Linked DNA regions of Mus musculus: region 1 is linked to region 2. Evidence: chromatin contacts called from public HiChIP or PLAC-seq data. All regions are on one chromosome and are shown on one strand. Each heading gives the region's core, a stretch centred on a gene start, on an enhancer-like site or on the middle of the called end of the contact. The rest is flanking DNA. Distances are from core to core; before and after follow the strand shown. Region 1 overlaps Golm2 (golgi membrane protein 2). Region 2 overlaps Frmd5 (FERM domain containing 5).

Evidence for each region. HiChIP or PLAC-seq counts read pairs in DNA pulled down with a chosen protein or histone mark.
Region 1: a contact with region 2 is called in an H3K27ac HiChIP or PLAC-seq map of embryonic stem cells, with 2.4 times the contacts expected there. The contact joins two enhancer-like sites. A contact is called at or near these places in 2 of 115 datasets of contacts at active chromatin or transcription factors (both in embryonic stem cells) and 2 of 9 other capture datasets (embryonic stem cells and liver).

Annotation. Positions count from the first base shown.
Region 1 is chr2:121,893,804-121,898,641 of GRCm38.p6, forward strand. The region is part of intron 1 of Golm2 (golgi membrane protein 2); the gene reads left to right. Among named protein-coding and RNA genes, the nearest start is that of Golm2, 29 kb to the left of the region's middle. Within about 2 kb of position 1,653, at least 10 of the 459 cell types and tissues checked have an H3K27ac peak or open chromatin away from gene starts, as enhancers often do. A contact at or near this core is called in embryonic stem cells, where this site is marked.
Region 2 is chr2:121,547,148-121,551,923 of GRCm38.p6, forward strand. Frmd5 (FERM domain containing 5) reads right to left here. Exons shown (of 14, transcript NM_001360084.1): 14 at 1-2,085. The coding sequence ends at 1,508. Among named protein-coding and RNA genes, the nearest start is that of Wdr76, 43 kb to the left of the region's middle. Within about 2 kb of position 1,829, at least 13 of the 459 cell types and tissues checked have an H3K27ac peak or open chromatin away from gene starts, as enhancers often do. A contact at or near this core is called in embryonic stem cells, where this site is marked.

The sequences.
Region 1 (4,838 bases), core at 403-2,902, 350 kb after region 2:
GCTAAGTAATTTTAGAACTTTCTAGAGCATTGCCTATTTAACAGTGAGTGTGGAAATGTGATGAACCTAAATTATTTACTAATTAATTTATAATTAATCAGTAGTAAGAACCAAAACCAGGGGCTGAGCAGAGGGCTCAGTGGTTAAGTGCACCTTGTTCTCTATTATAGGACCGGAGTTCAATTCCCAGCACTCATGTTGAGTTGCTGATGACTGCCTGTAACTCTAGCTCCAGTGATTTTCAGTTAGCTTTTCATATCTTACTACACCGCAGATTATTGCTTGGCCAGCTTGTCTGTGTGCCTTTTTGCCCTCTCCCTGCCCATACCATTTGTGTGTGTATCTCATTTATATTTATTTATTGGGAATGGGGAACATGCTCGTGTCACTATACTTATATAGAGGTCAGAAGACAACCTTTGGAGTCATTTCTCTCCTACCTTGTGGGTTCTAGGGATCAGACTTGGTGGCAAACACCTTCAACCTCTTATCTATCACAAGGAGCTGCCTTTCTATTCTTATTCTGATAGTTTAGGAGTAATCGGACCTTTTTTATAGAAGGCCAGAGAGCAAGTTCTTGAGGCCATATAATTTCTGTCACTATGGCCATAGCTATCACACAAGCATAAACACAGGCATTATAGCTCATTTCCCACAAAACTATTTAGAGACATTGGAAGTTGAGTTTTATGATATATTATTCCTTGGAAAATTTCCTCCAACCAATAAAGTGTAACCAGTAATCCTCAGCTTGTCATCCCTGTACAAACAGGCCTGGTTGAGAGAGATTTTTTTCTCACATATAAAATGATCTGATTTCATTTTGTATAATTTTGTCCTTTCTGGTCTGCCCATCATACTGTAGCCAAATTTACTTCAAAATTGCAAATTGGATATCATAATCTTGTTTGCAAGCCTTGTAAAGAATCCATGAAAATGCCTGTCATCTTTGGTAAGACCCTTGTGCTATAGACCTTGATTGGTTTTTTGTTGTTTTTTTTTTTTTTTTTTTTGGTGGGGGCGGTTTGAGACAGGGTTTCTCTGTGTAGCCCTGGCTGTCCTGGAACTCACTTTGTAGACCAGGCTGGCCTTGAACTCAGAAATCTGCCTGCCTCTGCCTCCCGAGTGCTAGGATTAAAGGCGTGCGCCACCACACCCGCTACCTTGATTGTTTTTAAAGAGATATATCTTACTATTTCCCCTTAATTCATTATTTTCCTGCTACTCACACTCCAGTGAAGTCTGCTTGGCAGGCCGAGAGGCCTGGAAGCACTCACGAGGCAGGGAGTTTCAAGGAAACTCAACCTCCTGGAACCAGGCATTCTCATAACCCTATCCCCGCATTAGTCTGGTGTATGGATCCAAGTGCTCTCTTTCAGTATTGTTTTATTATAAGTGCCTTTAAAGATTGAATTGTGACATAGCTAAGCCTTCGCCAGTGTTCCAACATCCTAGAAAATCCTTGAAGCCCACAAACTTGTAATTCAGTAAGAAGGTTATCTATTCAACATTCAAATTTACTTCTAGTACAGACTGTGAAACTAATTAGGCATTACAAAGAGCGGAGCCAGAATAGCTTAGGGCTGGTCTGCAGAGTGTTTACTTGGGACATAGGCAGTCTTACTCAGACAAGGGAATTTACAATGGCCTGGCATATAGGTGGGTTTACCATGAAAGAATTAGAGAATCCCCCTGAGACAGGTTTCTTCCCTAGGCCCAAAGAAACAGCATAATCAGGCATTTACTAAGGACCCCTGGTGGTGGGCTTAACAATAGACTAGCTTTACACCTGGCTCCCTTCTTAGTGTCAGTGGCCTCGTCCCCACCTTCTTTTGATGTATACATTCCTTTTCTATTGTGTCACTGTAACTCTCGGATGTATCTCGCCTGGTTTCTTGTTGCTCTTCTGTATAAAAAGTTGATGCTCGACTTGAAAAATTACATTCAGATTCTACACAATCTCTCCTGTCGCTTCTGTTTGTCATTTGCCAACTCCTTGCCCACCTGCAACTAGAAACCCGTTCTACGCAGACAGGGACCAAAAAGGCTCTGCGGCATTTTCCAGCTCCTTGGGACTTTTGGCAGATGCTAGAATGTTGAGTGAATTTTCTTTCTTTCTTTCTTTCTTTTTTTTTTTTTACTTCCAAGATTTGGTGCATCGTTAAATGTCTTCTTTCCTCTTTATCTACCCTCCTTCCACATGGGTGAGAGTCACTCTTCTGTAGGAGTTAGTCAGACATTACTGTCGTCTCCAGAAGCCTCCTGTTCTCTCCTGAGGCTGGATTTCTAGGCTGTTTCTACTGTGTTTGCCTGTATAAAACTCTTATCATTTGTCTTGCCATTCTATAATTGCCTGTTTTCTTCAGTGTCTCTTTTGACTAATGAGGTCCTCAAGCACACAGTGTTTGTTTATTGTTCTGTCTGTATTTGTCTGTGTGCTGTCCAGAGCACACTCAGCATTCGTATGGTCCTTTTCTTTGTGCATTGAAAATGGTGTAAAAAATGTAGATGTAATTGATATAAAATTAACTCTTCTAAAGTATATAATTCATTGGGTTTTTTTAAAAGTAAATTTATCCCAACACTTGGGAGGCAGAGGCAGGCAGATTTCTGAGTTCAAGGCCAGCCTGGTCTACAGAGTGAGTTCCAGGATAGCCAGGGCTACACAGAGAAATCGTGTCTCAAAAAAACAAAAACAAAAAACCAAACAAACAAAAAAGTAAATTTATAGTGTCATAGAGCTGTTGTTACTGTCTAATTCTAAAACATTTTCATTGCTCAAAAAGAAATCCTGTACACATTAAGAAGTCCCTCTTATGGCTAGGGACTGTTAAGATGTAGAACATGAACTTGTGAAAGACACTGGGTTTATCCTTAGAGACTTCAGTAACCTCTGCTCCCCAGATGGTAGCCGTTGTCTTTCTGTGCATTTCATGTGGGTGGGATCAGAATTGTTTGGCCTTTTTGTGAGTGTCTTCTCGAACTTGCCTGTGTAGTGTTCTCGAAGAGTACCTGTGTTATGCTATGTACCAGTAGTGTTTCATCCCTTTTCATAACTATGCATTGGCCTTATTTAAACTTCCTTCTTCAAAGCCCCCAAGACTTCAGTGAGACTGCTAGATTCCTGCTCTTGGAACAGTCCTGCTTTCATCTGCTCTTTGTTTCTGGATGGACTTTCACCTTACTAACTAAGCCATCAGGACTCAGGTAAAGGGTAGACCCTGCTTGATTCCTTGCCTTTCCTGCCCAAGCTCCTTTTCCTATTCGTCTTTCTTGTGAATCACCAGATAGTACTTTGGACTGTTCTTACATACCTCAGGCCTTCTGGACTCTATACATTTTCTTGGTTATTCTCTCTTTCTGAAAGGCTCTTTTCTACTTACTTCAAGTTTAAATTCTCAACCTTAAATTCCTGTTTCAGACAGAATCCTTCCTGTAACATCTTTGAATTATCATAGGAATTATACTTTTTAGGTACTACCCTATCTATCCTTGACACTGTTCTTATGTTTTCTCTGTTGTTTCATATTCTTGCCAATATGTTGGCACTAGATGGTAGGAGAAAGGAAATGAGTCTTGACTATAAAGGTAGTGTAAGATCTGGTAGGATGGCTGTAAGCCTGATGGGCCTGCGTTTCACCTCCTGGATTCATGTGGTTGAAGAAAAAGTTCTTTTCCTGGAATTGTCCTCTGACCTCTGTGTACTTTATGTGAACACATACACACATGCACACACACACACACACACGCACAAATATTATAAAACAAAATAAAATGTAGTATAAGAGAAGTCTTTGTGGTGATGGAATACCTTCTGTGTCTTGACTATTATTGTGGTTTCACAGCCCAAGACACATGATGAAATGACATAAAATTATTCATAGTTGTTATGTTATTGCCCTAATTTTGAAGTTGAACTAATAGTTATACACACTGGGAGAAATTATGTGAGAGTTAAATGAGATATCTGTGCAATAGTCTGTACTTTTTAAAAATATTATTTAGAAATTGTATTGGTATTTATCATTTGCCTCTTATATGATTGCTTTGGATCATTGTGAATCTGGCCTACTTTGGGGTAAGGATACCCATTTGTAGTGGCAAAATTGTCTACAGCAAGAACATCTTTGTGAAAAAAATAAGAGTATAAAGGGGGAAAATGAAAAAAATTTAAAACATAACAAATATTATATTGTTCAAGTACATGTTTTTACTTTTACTTTCAGTGGTAAGCCTTAGCTTCAGTCAGGTTTTGTACATCTATGCTCTTAGCATTCTTGTGTACTGACTTTTAAAGGACAGTGACCTTGGCTTTGAATCTTGAGCACATGCCTGAACACAGATACTGTGTTGCCATGGAAAAGCCTGATAAGCAGGAATCACTTTTGATTTGATAGTAAATGTTTCAAAGAGTTAATCTTATTCTAATATTGAGTTAGTGAGAGATCTTCTGTAAGATCTGGGGTAGGGAAGTAATAAATGATGTACAATTCAAACTCTAAAACATGGAAAATTAACATTACATACAGAATCAGAATTTACCTCTTAATTATTTTTGATGTATAGAGTTTTTGTTTACATTTATGATCACGTTCAAAGTGAATATGAGTAACTATGAATGAAATGACGTATTCTTGGTGGGTAAAATGGTGCACACATATAAGCACTAGAGGTGGAAGCATGGAAATCAGGGGTTCAAGGTTGTCCTTGACTTTACAGAGGAGAGCTAGGTGGCGGCGGCAGACGTCTTTAGTTCCAGCACTGAAAGCAGAGGCAGGCAGATATATGAGTTTAAGGCCAGCCTGCTCTACATAGCAGTTCCAGACTCACCAAGGCTA
Region 2 (4,776 bases), core at 579-3,078:
TGAATGTGGACATGGTTCTACCCCAGGCAACAAATAAGGGAAGCTCAAATATTCTACCGCCCAATCTGTTGGGGCTGCTCCGCTCCACTGTTTTCTGGTCCCAGGAGTGTGCCCTTTGACTGTCCTTTACGTGAGTCCTTGGGCCTCAGATGACTTGCGGTCTCCCTGAGATGAAAACATGCTCTTGTGTGTTATTGGTGGTAAGAAGTGTAGAGGCTTAGGGACTGCAGCTCGTGCGTGTGTGTGTGTGTGTGTGTGTGTGTGTGTGTGTGTGTACACGTATGCTGCTGTGAGGGACGACACTAAGTGCTCTTAGACCTTGTTTCCAGGAGCAGGGGTTGACCCTAAGGGTGGCATTCCTATAGTAAGTGCTGGTCTCTGCCATGGTCAAATTCTGTCACCTGTAGGCATTGCTTAGAGGTCCTGCTTAGTGCTTCCTGGTCCCTTCCAAGGCCGCTGCTCCTTCTCGATGCCTTCCTCAGATCTGTCTCTCTCTTGCATCTTTTGATTCATAAAGTGAAAACAAAATAGGAATAGATAGGAAAATAACATTTTGCTGTTAAAATAGAGCTTGAAATAGTCTTTTTTGGGGGGAGGGGCATACTGTAACAAGACAAGCACAGCTCCCTGCGGCTCTGCAGGCTCTCGTGTGACTCAGCACAGGTCTCTGGTAACTGTGCTGTGGGACATCTCTGACCGCACACTCTGGCACCACTTTGACACCCCAGAAGCACTAAAAGTCTTGAGGTTCTTCAGAAAGAAAAGCAAAACATTAAATACAACTCAGGTGTTCACTAGGCTCTAGTCTAAGGGGACAGACTTACCCCACCCCTTCCACTGCTGCTGCTGTAGCTGTGGTCCCTTCAGATGCACTCTCTGCTCAGATTTGAAAAAACAAAAACAAACAAAAGGGAAAGAAAATCCAACTCAGACTATCGTAAGAAGCAACTTTCTATTTAATCATTCTACGCCGTTTACTTTGTGAAACCTTCCTGTCTGGCGAGGAAGCCATTCCTGCCTGCCCACAGCCCCGGCCTGCCCTGCTGGGTCTCCCGGAACCCACTGGCACCAGTGAGAAAATTGCAGGGTACAGAGGACAACAGTCTGAGTCTTCAGCTAGTGTCCCATCTACTGGGTGACACTACTGCAATCATCAGTCTAGTAAAATAAGTGACTTTTATTTGGATACTTTCAAAATAATACACATCTATGAAAAACTAAAAGTTCAAACCCCCAAATTATTCTGCATATTGAAGGATGAGAAACATTTGAGTTGCTGAGCCTTTCTCGGAAGAGCCTCTGAAGAAACTGAATGTTCCCGGTTTACAGAGCATTAGCCTATATCCCTTTCTTCTGCTGGGAAAGAACCCTGCTAGGCTCAGTGGACTTTGAGTCATGAGAGGACTTGGTGTGTGTGCCGATGGTTCCGCGATGGGTCCCATTGCTGGGAATGGGTAGCCGGGTTCCTTGGTCCACCCGGCTAGTTATTGGGAGGAGTCATGCCTTCTCAGGTGTCAATGAGCAGGCTCACCACTGAGCGGATTTTGCAGGCAAACCATCGCCTGAGGGGACAAAAGTATTGATAGTGGAATTGTTCAAACTCGGGGGTCTGGCGGATATCTCGGAAAAAAGCAACGTCAAGGTCAGACTCAGTAAGGATGATCAGGAGGAGGAGCAAAACAAAGAGGAGTCCCATGGTCACAAGGAGCAAACGGAGAACACTTAAAACAAACTTATTCACCTGTTCTTGCTCTGACCCGCCGTGCCCCTGACACAGGGCCCTCAGCTCTCCTCCCAGGGCCTCCGCCTCTGTCGCAGTCGGGGTGCTGGCCTCCGACTCCTTCTCCTCCTCAATGCTGCACGTGGCCCCGTTGATCTGCCGGGAGAGCAGCATCAGCTCCAGGCTGTGCTCGGCTACAGGGGTGGGCAGCACACTGTCTGCGGGGCTGTAGGCCTCATCCGCTATCACAGCGACACGTTCATTGCTGTCTGCCCGGCTGCTTCTCACGTGAGGCAGGAAGGTGTCCCCATGGGAAGAGGACCGCACTGGGGTGGAATGGGCACTGTCTCGTAGCGACTCAAGGCCTGGAAAGGCGAAAAGCACAGGAATTAGCTTTCCGGGTCACAACATTCTTTCCTATCCAGTGGCGTCAGCTCAGGTCCTTAGGTGGCTGCTTATGCTCCACGGTACAGCAGCAGTAGCTGTGGACTCCATATGCAGACATCAAGAACAGGGCAAAAGAAGTACCCAGTGGACATTTTAAAAAAATGTTTAAAGTTTTCATTTGTGTCTTTCAACAACTCCATAAAGTGGAGGGGGTGAATAGTTAGAAGTCATGTGGCTCAAGGCAGAACTGCGGATGGAATCCAAGCCTGTGACTCACAGTGGGGGTCTATGGGATGCAGGGCACATAAGTAAGTCTGCAGCCTGCACCTGCCTTGGGACTCAGGCACCCAAGGAACTTGGGATTAAGAGCCGTTGCCCCAGAACTCTGGATGCTTTGGCTTCTCTGTATTTCCTGATGCGGCCGCTGGCACGCATGACAGAAATACTTTCTGCGTCACTGATGAAACAGAACTCTTTAAGCCCTGTCTGTGGCCTGATCCTGGCACATGACACCCTCTAAAAGGCCTGTCCCCTCACATGGACATCTATGACAGCCAGATCTCCCAAGTATGACCAGCTTTGGTGCCAGCAGCCACTTCAGTACAAAATATCTTGGCTTGTGATTAATCCCTAAGCTGGCTGAGGAAGGAGAGTGAGGCTGACATCAGGACATCGAGTCAGAAGCTATGGCACCTACTAAGCTGTCCGTGAGCTCAGCAGACAGGAGGATGGGCAGACAGGCATTTCTAGTAGAATGCCTGACCACCACAGTTGTTCACCAAGCATGTTAATGTTCTGTCCTCTCAACAGAAGACTGCTTTAAGGTCATTCAATATCAGGCCAGTCCTGAACAAGAAAATGTAGCCAGCACCCCTCCCCATTTCTCCACCCTCTCCCTTTTCCCTCCCTCCCTCCATCTCAAAACCTTTTTATGGATCCATTTTTATCTCTTGTTGTATATGAAATGTATCTCATTCAAAATGTTATGTATCCTTAAATTATCCAGAAATATCACCATAAACCTTTAGTATTGATTATGGAGTAACATCCCACTTTAAACGGTTTGTCTTGTATTTTAAATCAAATACATGGCTTTTGGGGTTTTTTTTGTAAGTTATCATTTAGAAGATTAGGTTCCATTATGGCAATTCTGAACAATCTCTTGCTGCCCCTCCCCCACCCTGCTCCCCTGAACTGCCCCACCCCAGTACCCCTTTTTGTTGCCCTTCCCCCACCCTGCTCCCCTGCTCCCTGAACTGTCCCACCCCAGCACCCTTTTGTGCAATTTCATAGCACACTGTATTCTCTTTTCTCAAAATGGCTCATTTGTTTTTCAAAGGCGCCATCTCTTGAGTCCTGCTTTGGCTTTAACTCACTGAGTAGTCAAAGATGACACTGAACTCCAATCCCCCTGCCATCACCAAACGCTGGGAATACAGATGTATGCAACCAAGCTTTATCAAACTCAGAGCCTCGTGCATGTTACCCAAGCATTCTCCCAACTGAGCGACATTCCTAACCCCTCATCACCCCATGGTCTCCTTTCTGGTTTTAGGACCACTCTCACATATGTCAAGATTAAAAGGTAGTATCTGCATGGGAGAAAACACGTAGTATTTGTCTTGAGTCTGAGTTACCTCCCTTAATGGTGTCCAGATATGTCCATTTTCTACAAGTTTTCATATTTCAGAAGATTCATCTGCTATAGGAACCACCATTCACCCTGCCCCTCCTCAGACCCATTAGTCTCCGGGCGCTGGGGCAAAGTGGCACAGGTGTATTTACCTTTGAGGTGATCTAGCTGATGCCTCTGTCCAGAAGTGGCTCCCAGTGGGCCAGGGGGGACAGTTGTTAGGACCCTACACTGAAGCCGGGGTCCCATCCTCAGGATGCGGACGCTTAGGGTCCGAAGGCAGTGGTTAGTCAGCCGGAGCTGGACACGGACTCTGGTCTGAATCTTAATTAGACTCTTTCCCATGGCAGGCCAGGACGGCAGTTCCTTCTTCAAGGGACACCAGCCAGGCCCAGGAGGTACGGAGAGGAAATAGCCAGCTAGGTACAAAGAATCTCCACCCCCCAGGCCGTGGCAGCAGTGCCCTCCACCTGGACAGAGTGCTGACTCTCCAGAGCCTTATGTCAGGCTGAGCTGGAAGGAGGGAGAAGCGTGGAGAGCAGAGGCTATCCTTATCAGGGGACTGGAATAGGCCAGAAGTGCTTACATCCATAAAAAGCAATGCTTGCCAGCCTGCAGCTCATTCCCCGAGGCCCCGCGTGGCCCCGGCTCTCAGAGGGAAGGGGAAAGGCCGTGGACCAACTACAACTGTCCCAGAAAATAGGCTCTGAAGCCACAGGCAGGCTTTATCTAGGCCATGTGCACTGAAGTCACACAGGAACTGAGGAAGAAGTGGCTCCAGGGCTGGGAGTGAGCTGTGTCTGTCCATGTCCGACTGTCCTACAACCCACTTGGCTGAGCTCCACATTCTGTCCAGACACAGTGGGTAAAGGAAACTGACATTCCCCAGTGTCCTCTGGGCCTCCAAGACTGTTTTAAAAGTGTCCCTGTTTGTGGGGATTTTGTGCTTCATTCAAACTGTAATGCTGTGTTGTTGTTGTTTTTGTATTCCCCCCTCCCCCATTTTTAGAAAGCAAATGAAGCTTTTCTAGAAAAG